Regions from separate parts of the Mus musculus genome. Here region 1 is linked to region 2. The links are chromatin contacts, called in public HiChIP or PLAC-seq maps. All regions are on one chromosome and are shown on one strand. The core of a region is the stretch at or near the end of the contact, and the rest is flanking DNA. Distances in the headings are between cores, read along the strand shown.

The links. HiChIP or PLAC-seq counts read pairs in DNA pulled down with a chosen protein or histone mark.
Region 1: a contact with region 2 is called in an H3K4me3 HiChIP or PLAC-seq map of intestinal crypt epithelium, with 5 read pairs. The contact joins the promoter of Btnl4 here to the enhancer-like site in region 2. A contact is called at or near these places in 1 of 39 promoter capture datasets (macrophages), 3 of 484 Hi-C or Micro-C datasets (bone marrow-derived macrophages, granulosa cells and nephron progenitors), 3 of 115 datasets of contacts at active chromatin or transcription factors (CD8 T cells, intestinal crypt epithelium and intestinal villus epithelium) and 2 of 9 other capture datasets (adipose tissue and pancreatic islet).

The regions. Positions count from the first base shown.
Region 1 is chr17:34,473,609-34,477,453 of GRCm38.p6, reverse strand. Btnl4 (butyrophilin-like 4) reads left to right here and starts at 1,517. Exons shown (of 9, transcript NM_030746.1): 1 at 1,517-1,601; 2 at 3,100-3,450. The coding sequence starts at 1,517.
Region 2 is chr17:34,440,807-34,445,212 of GRCm38.p6, reverse strand. It overlaps BC051142 (cDNA sequence BC051142), which reads right to left. Exons shown (of 20, transcript NM_001001177.2): 7 at 4,326-4,346; 8 at 1,755-1,775; 9 at 1,155-1,175. Among named protein-coding and RNA genes, the nearest start is that of Btnl4, 33 kb to the left of the region's middle. Within about 2 kb of position 3,037, at least 12 of the 459 cell types and tissues checked have an H3K27ac peak or open chromatin away from gene starts, as enhancers often do. A contact at or near this core is called in bone marrow-derived macrophages and intestinal crypt epithelium, where this site is marked.

The sequences.
Region 1 (3,845 bases), core at 268-2,767, 34 kb before region 2:
ACAGAACATCACATTCAGAAGGAACATACGCCCAGGTCACATTACTGTAGCTTTCAGTTTCCGTGGCTGAAACTCTAATTGCTCTGTGGCTCAAAGGGCACTGCTTGAATAGGCAGTGACTCTGTTCCTGTTCCTGCCATCTTCTCTGCTGCTGTCTCTCTTGTCCTCATGGTGGACACTGTGCCTGCCCTGTCTCCACAGCTGCTGTCTCTGTAGTCATCGTGGTCTCTGGAGAGGCTGTGACAACTTGAGTCAGGCTGCACTTCTTGTCTGCTGCCCTAGAAACCATGATCCTGGACCTGAGGCAACCCAAGGCTGGCACTGAGGCGAGCAGAGCTTAGAGCTGTGAGAACCTCTTGGAGAGGGGATGAAGTGTGAGAAGAGGATTTGGGGTCTGCTGGGTCCCCTTGGCCCTGAGCTTCTCCTGATGAAGTCACAGCCTTTCAAAGCTGGGGGCAAAGAAAAGCAGGTAGGTGGGCACTAAAGGCAGCTGGGGCCTGCAGAAGGAGCAGAAAGGAGGTTATGCTGAGTGAGTTTCAGCAGGTCACCTCCCTGGTGTCTGAGCCTGAAGGCAGCTCAGAACTCCCTATATTTGTCCTTCTCAGGCCTTTGGCTCCCCCCCCCCCCCCCGTGGTTTGGGAAGAAAAGTGTTTTCTCCTTCTCTCTCTCTTCCCCCCCCCCCCCCCCACTCTCTTTGGCCTGGTAACTCAGGCCTGCCCTGAGCCCTCCCCTGCCCAACACCCAACTGCCCCAGTCAGCCTGCCTGCTCTGGCCTCTCTCCTGTTCTTTTCAATTGTGTGTACACTCAGCTTGGTCATTATCAACAGAGACTATGAGAGTAAACCTGTGCTGTGGGGCATGTGTGTGTGGCACCTGCTGAGTCTGGGTGTAACCTGGAACCATGGCGGGGCTGGTCTGGGACAGAAGCATACACAATCTCCAAAGCCAATAGCTAGGATAAGGCATTTGTGATGGGCCTGTCAGCATTCTTGGAGAACTGTGTGTCTCTGAAGATGCTGGTAAGGGGCTGGTCACAGTTGTGGAGCCATAGAATATCGGGTCCATTCTATTCCCAAGGAAGAGTCATAGGCTCCATGTCTTGGGGTCACAGGCACTTTGTGCATAACAGGGAGTTGTTGTCATGGTGTCTACACTGGCTTCTCCTCAAGGCTCTGAGAAAGGAAGGGCCTATAATTCGGAGTAGAGTTTGGCTGCCCCTGAGCTGGGGCTGAGGTGGGAAGGAAAGGAATAGCTTCCACGAAATGACTTGTGTGTCCCTAGCTGCCCAGTCTGCCCAGGGTTGAGAGGAGTCCAGGCCGGGCTGTTTGTCAGAGTTGGGTTGTGTGGAGCCTTCACCCTGTGAGCACTGATGTGTTTCAGTCCTGTGGGCTGATCTCCTGCCCTGAGCAATGCTGGCTCTGATGAGGGGTCCAAGATCTGGGTGGATCTGGCCTCTTACCTCCTGCCGCAGGGTGTTGATCTGCCTCTCCTGTTTTTCTCTTCAGTTCTGCTGGACATGGAAAATCACCGCAAGCCCTCTCTGCTCTTCCATGTCCCCTGTCTGTTTGTCCTTACACAGCTGCTTAGCTGGGTGACCACACGTGAGTCTGTCCTGGTCTGTCTTCCCATGTCTCCCTGCAGTGGGTTTGAGCTGCCAGGTTCTCTGTAGGTCAGATGTACAGGAGACCCATAGAAATCTGGCATACAAGATTTCATCTTTCCATTTACATTGTGTGACTAATAAAAATATCAGGTGACAATGTGTGCATCAGCCTTTGAGAGGCTGACACTGGAATATTGTAAGTCCTTGGCTAGCCTGAGCTCCATAACCAGACCCTACCTGGGGATCATAGTTGGGATAGCCTTGGACAGACAGTGTGCCTGGGGTGTGAGGAGCTGCAGAGGCCAGTGCTGCAATTACTCAGGGAGAGAGATGCAGGAGCTGTGTTGGGGAGGACTGAGTTGGGAGCAGGCCTGGGGGCTTGGTGATCCCTGGTGGGAAAAGCAGAGTCAGGACTGAGCCTTGAGCAGAGCAGAGACAGGATTTGACTCCATGTTAGGGTCATAGACGTGGGGTTGGGTGACAGCAGACAGGTGTCCTGGTCTCTCCAGTGGCAGCAGTGTGCTAGACACAAGTGGAGCAGTGCAGAGTGACAAGGAGCTCTTAGGGCCACAGTGCCTGTGTCAAAGTCCTCCAGTTTAGAGGGCCAAGGGTTCCCAGTGTGAGGCAGTCAATCTTCCTTCTTTATCAAAAAGTTATCGGGCACCTGGAATCAGGTGGCTTTTTTCAGAGAAGTATACTTTGGCTGTGTATGCTTTATTTAATGTGTTTGGGCATTTCCGCTGAATGTATGTCTGTGTAACATACACCTGTATTCTTTATGGCCACAGAATCCAGAAGGGAGTTATAAGTAGTCATGATCCATCCTGTAGGTGCTGGGAATTGAACCTGTATCCTCTAGAGGAATCTCCTGTATCTTAGTTGTTCTGCCATCTCTTCAGCCTCAGCTCTCTGTTTTAATATTCACATTATTCAGTGGATGAAGAAATTGGCTGATAACAGGATTAGGATTGGGTGTTGGAACTTCCCTGGGTCTTGTATGAGATCAGCCAGTTACACCCGTGTCTCCCAAGGTGTGGCCATATACTTGATTGTGTGAGCATCTGTAGTGATCTTTATAAATTTATGATCTTGAACCCACCCAAACATACTGAGGCTAGAGCTCTCAGTGAAGAGTCAGTTCCCTGAAATGCTCTGGTGACCAGGTACATGAAGGCTGGAGAAAGAATACACAAGGGATTCCTTCATGGAAGGGTCTGTGGTCAGGGACACAGGCAGAAGTGTGTTTTTGTTGTTGTTGTTGTTGTTTAGCTTTTGTTTTGTTTTGTTTTGTTTTACATCATTTATGGGGTGCACTGCTATGTCCAAAGGTTACTTGTACATTAGTGAATTAGTTTGTCATGCATGCCTAGTGCACAGTGCATAGAGCAACTCCATCTATCCCTTGCTTTCTGCTGGGATGATATTCCCCTTTAGAGTGTGTTCTCTGCATCCTCCTGTGTCTTTCCAGCCTCTCACTGCTACATCTGTGTCCACAGAGGAGTTCCGGGTCTTTGGTCCCTCAGACCCCATTGTGGCTGCACCAGGTGGGGAAGCCATCCTTCCCTGCTCCGTGTTTCCAGCCATGAATGTGGAGAACATGGAAGAGTTGAGGTGGTTCCGCAGCAGATTCTCAGAAGCAGTACTTTTCTATCGGGACCAAGAGGAGCAGAAGGAAGGGCAGATGCCTGGGTATTCACAGCGCACCTTGCTGGTGAAGGACCAGTTCCATCAAGGCACAGCTGCTGTGAGGATCCTAAATGTCCAGGCATCAGATAGTGGGATATACATCTGCCACTTCCAGCAAGGAGTGTTCTATGATGAGGCCATCTTGGAACTGAAGGTGGCAGGTTGGTTAACTGATCCCTGTTCTAAAAACCTTGGGTGACCTGTGTGTGGGAGGAAACTGAGGGCTCGTGTCACTCAGCCCCTTATTTTCTTTTATGTTTTGAGAGAAGTTCTCATGTTTGCCAGACTGTCCTTTAGCTTGCTGTGCAGTGCTGGGCTCACAGGGGTGCTCTCGTCTGTCATTTTTATCTCTACTCATTTCTAGTTTCCCATTTTGAGATGAGAAATGGGTAGTGAATTCCTACATACATAATTTAACTCAAATTCTATAGGTGGGTCCCCTAAAATGTGCTGTGTCTAGTTCTGTGGGTTAGGGATCCTGTGGGTGTTATGGAAATACCAGCGGTTGGAATGTATAGTTTAGAGGGGTCAGCAGGGAAGTCACTGAGTGTTAGTG
Region 2 (4,406 bases), core at 1,788-4,287:
TGACCTATGTGCTCTGGCTGTCTGCACTCCCTTCAAACCCTCTGTCCCTACCCCTGACCACCTGAGCCATCTGAAAGTCAGGCGTTCCTGCTCCCTTTGATAGGCTTGTAAATGCTTTTCATTTTAATCAACTTGCCTTAAACTTCCTTTTTCACCCACGTCTCATATAGCTAGAAGAGACAAAACTAGCAATACAATTTTCATGTATACATATATTATTTCAAATATATAATATTTCAAAAGTATTTACACAGAGAAAACACTGATAGTAGACTTCAGGCCACTAAGGAATATTATTTTCTTTTTCTGTGAGAATTTCCAAGGCTGCAGGTGTGGGGTGGTCAAGAATATGGATGGAGGCAGCCTTGAGTCAGGGCTACAGATGTGTGCCAACTTGTATGCCAGAAGTCAATTCATGATGACTTTAATTCATCTACAAAAAGATCATTAGGACCAGAGTTCATGGCAGGAAACGACCCATTGTAGAGGTTACAATGGTCATGATTTTGTGGGTGCTGTCCTGCCTCCTCCAGTCTCTAGTAGGCCCTCTCTCTTGAACTGGAAAGCACTCCTGAGCCCTCTTAGAACGTCTGAATCTTTCTCTGGTGCTTGAGAAAATTTTTCTGACTACTGCTGATCATGTGTTAATATGTTTCAGAGCATATCACGATGTTAAGTGAACATTTCCTTGCTCTTTTTCTTTCATTAGTTATTTTTTGTGTATGAGTATCTTATCTGCATGTAAATATATCTGGTTACTATGTGTGTAGCTGGCATCTGCAGAGACCAGAAGGTGGTACTGGATCCTCTGGGGCTGGAGTTACAGTTGTGAGCTCCATGTGGGTGCTGGGAACAGAACCTGGGTCCTCTGCAAAAGCAGCAATTGCTCTTAACTGCTGAGCCATCTTTGCAGCCCCTCTCTTAATGTATAGCTCTAGAGAATTCTTAGCAAGCACAAAGCGGGAAGCACAGCAACACATTTAAACCATCATACTGTGGTAACAAAAACCACCAAGAGGAGCAACAGGCCAGGCCATCTGAACATTATGCAAGGGCAAGGAACACCAGAGAGAAAAACAAAACAAAACAAAACAAAACAAGACCCCAAACAACAATAACAATAACAACAACAAAACAACCCATAAGGGACTTACCACTGGAATCCATACATTGTACTGTAAATAGATACAAATGATTGTGATTAGACAGAAAGAAGGCAAACTGTTTTCCAAAGGAGTGTGCAGATAGCAGCCTTTCTAGGCGGCACTGACTCCAACAGTAAGCATCAATCGTCCCCATGACACCCAGCCTTTCTGTAGACTTAGCTAGAAGCAGGGGCTGCCTCCTCATTCTTGCTTTTTGTGTAGGTACTACAGGTGAGATCCTTAGGGGTAGCCTTTCCTTGCCTTCTTCCACCCCCATCCTATCAGGCACATGTGCATCTCTTCGCCAGCCCCCTTTTATATCTGTGCCTACCCTTTAAGCTTTCCCCCATCCGCTTCACCATTTTGTTTGCCTTGGAAACTCTCCCAATGTTTGACATATCCTTACAATCGTAAGTATATGATTGCATGCTGCTTAATGCTAATTTTAAGGCCGTGGGATCCCCATTTTCTAAAATATGACTAGTCTTTAAGGAGGATGGTAATGATACAAGGAAAAGCCAGGCCAACGAGCAGAATTTGTGAACAGTTGGAAGCCAAAGTCTTAGTCAGAGAAAGTCACTAATAATGAACCAGGGCATTTTCACTCACCAATAGGTCCAGGAGTTTGCACTGAAAAGAAATTAGAATTGACATTAGTTTGAATGTTTTTGCTGAAGAGTTTTGTGTGTGTGTGTGCATTTTATTGGGGGGGCGGTGCAGAGCATGGGTGCAGGGACAGTGTTGAGATTGTGGAGAGCTAGGTCAGTCTGCAAACTATGAACAAAAGCACAGGCAACACTCACTGTGGGGCTGCTGTGGGCATAGGGAACAGTAGAGAAAGACAGAACCGTGCTTCCCCCTCTGCCAGCTTATATGAGGAACTGGCATTGAGTCAGATTTTTTTTTGAGTCACTGCCTACTATGTCCCAGGGGCATAAAGGTGTAGTAGGTGAGGGCCCTGTTCATCCCTCTCCCAGCTTCTAGCTATTTGGAGGCTAATGGTTGGGTCTGCTGTCTGAGTTTGATTAGCTTCAGAGTCTGAACAGTGAGTGAGCGGAGCCTTCTGCTTTTAATGAAGAGTTGGCTTTCAGTTGATGCTGCTTCGGCAATCTGAAGACTGGAAACCCATCACCTCGTTCTCAGTGTTGCTTATGTAGGAAGGAGCCTTGGTGGGTAGCATATATCCAGAATGGATAACTACAGACACCTGCTCAGAAGCTGTGGCCATGCCTCTTGTGGGATTTCTGTAGATTTGTGTACTCAGGGCCTCGAGGATCTGTGGGGGGAATTTTCCAGGACAGCGAAGCTTCTGTTTTGTTGGTTGGACCATGGAAGGGAATATTCTGAGGTGGCTTTTGAGCTTTGCAGAGTCCACAGTGAGGACAACTCTCAGGAAGGGGTTTGGCTGCTGCTGTCCTGCTGGCTGGCAGCTTTCTCCTGCTGAGGACACACTGAGTAGGCTGTATCAGACGGCTACCATAATCCTGTGAATTCAGAGTCAGGTCAAGACCCCCCCACTTTTCCCACTGTCTCAAGCCATGGTGCTTATGATGGAAAATGTCTGTGACTGACCCATCTGAACATGGCTTTCCAGATCCCCTGGGCTCTGAGCAGTTAGACAAGCTAGAATTTGGAGTATTTTGCAACATAATTTAGCAGTTCTGTGTGTGTATGTATGTGTGCATGTATGTGTGCATGTATGTGTGGCTTACAGGTTCAGAGTTTCAGTTCACGGTCATCATGGTGAGAAGCTTGGCATCATCAAGGCAAGCATGGCTCTGGAGGAGCTGGGAGTTCTACTTCTTGTTCCAAAGACAAACAACAGAAGACTGTCTTCCAGGCAGCTGGGAGGAGGGTCTCAAAGTCCATCTCCACAGTGACACACTTCCTCCAGCAAGGCCACACGCCTCCTAACAGTGCCACTCCCTGGGCCATGCATATTCAAACTGCTATAGCAAGTGTGTGTGTGTGTGTGTGTGTGTGTGTGTATGTGTATGTTGTGCGTGCGCGCGCACACACACACACACACACACGCACACACAAGCACATGTGAGTGTATGCCCTTGTTCTTGTGGTAGAGCTTTAGAATATCTGCTAAGTTAATGCCAGCCAGCCACATGACCTTCACATGGGTACAAGATACTCTGTTTCCTCCATTTTCCTTCGTCTCCATCTTTGTACCGCCGTGTGTGCCTGTTCTATTCTTCCTGTTCTCAGCCGTGTCTGATCTCCCACCTGCTGTCTCCCTCACTCTTCTTCCCATTTCTCTTCTGTTTGTCCAGCTTTGCTTTTCTTTCTCTCTTTAGCTGCCATCTTCCTTCTCTTTTACTTTGTGGTTGCTTTTAAGCTTTCTCTTCTGTTAGGCCTGTTCTTTCTCCAGTTCAGCATGTTCTGTAACCTGCTTGTGACGCCCAGCAACGGTAGCAGAAGGACTAAGAGTCTTCTTTATTAAGGTCAGCTGTGAGGCCTACCTATGTTATCTTCACCACAGTCAGCATTTTGAGGTCCAGGGAAATAATGTAAACGGCAAAGAGATGTTACAGAGTTAGCCATCCATGGCGTGGTCGTGAAATTCAAAACAAAGCTTAATTTTTGTTCGTAAGACTATAAAATGGTGAGCAAAAAAAAAAAGTTTATGTGTGTCTAGGACTCAATTCATAAAGCTATAAGATGAGCAACTTTTTCTTGGCACCCAGACACTCCTTATAGTGTTTCTGTGGAAAAATGTAAATCAGGGAAGTCACAGTTGCCATGGAAGTTGGCGACAATAGAAGCTGACTGTCCTGGAGAAAAGTCATCTGAGAACTTGGAAGTCAAAAGAAGTTTGATGTTTCCATCACTTACAGGATGAACAAAATTCGTGGAAGCCATGAGGGTTTCGGGGCTCTATTGAAAGTCTTTGTTGTGTGCTGGCTCCGTAGGGCTGGATAAGGACTAGTGGGTCAGGAAGAGGCAGCCCATAGGCTGATTTTTTTCACTTTGGGTTCCACTGCCATAGTTAATATCCTTTTACTGTGGAGCCTGGTTTACTGCTACCCTGGGGAGCTCTGGAAAACGATGATCAAGCAGTGGGAGTGCTCTGTCTTTGGGTCTATGGGTACAGATGATTGGCATGAAAACGAACAGCTACCCTAAGTCTCTTGAGGGTCAAGAGGTGCAACGGAGACGCAGGTGACTTACGGAAGGTTTTTTGAGTCAGTTCTGGAAAGAAACAGAACAGAAGTTAGCAGGTGTCCTGAGCTCTGACTGCCCTCATCTATG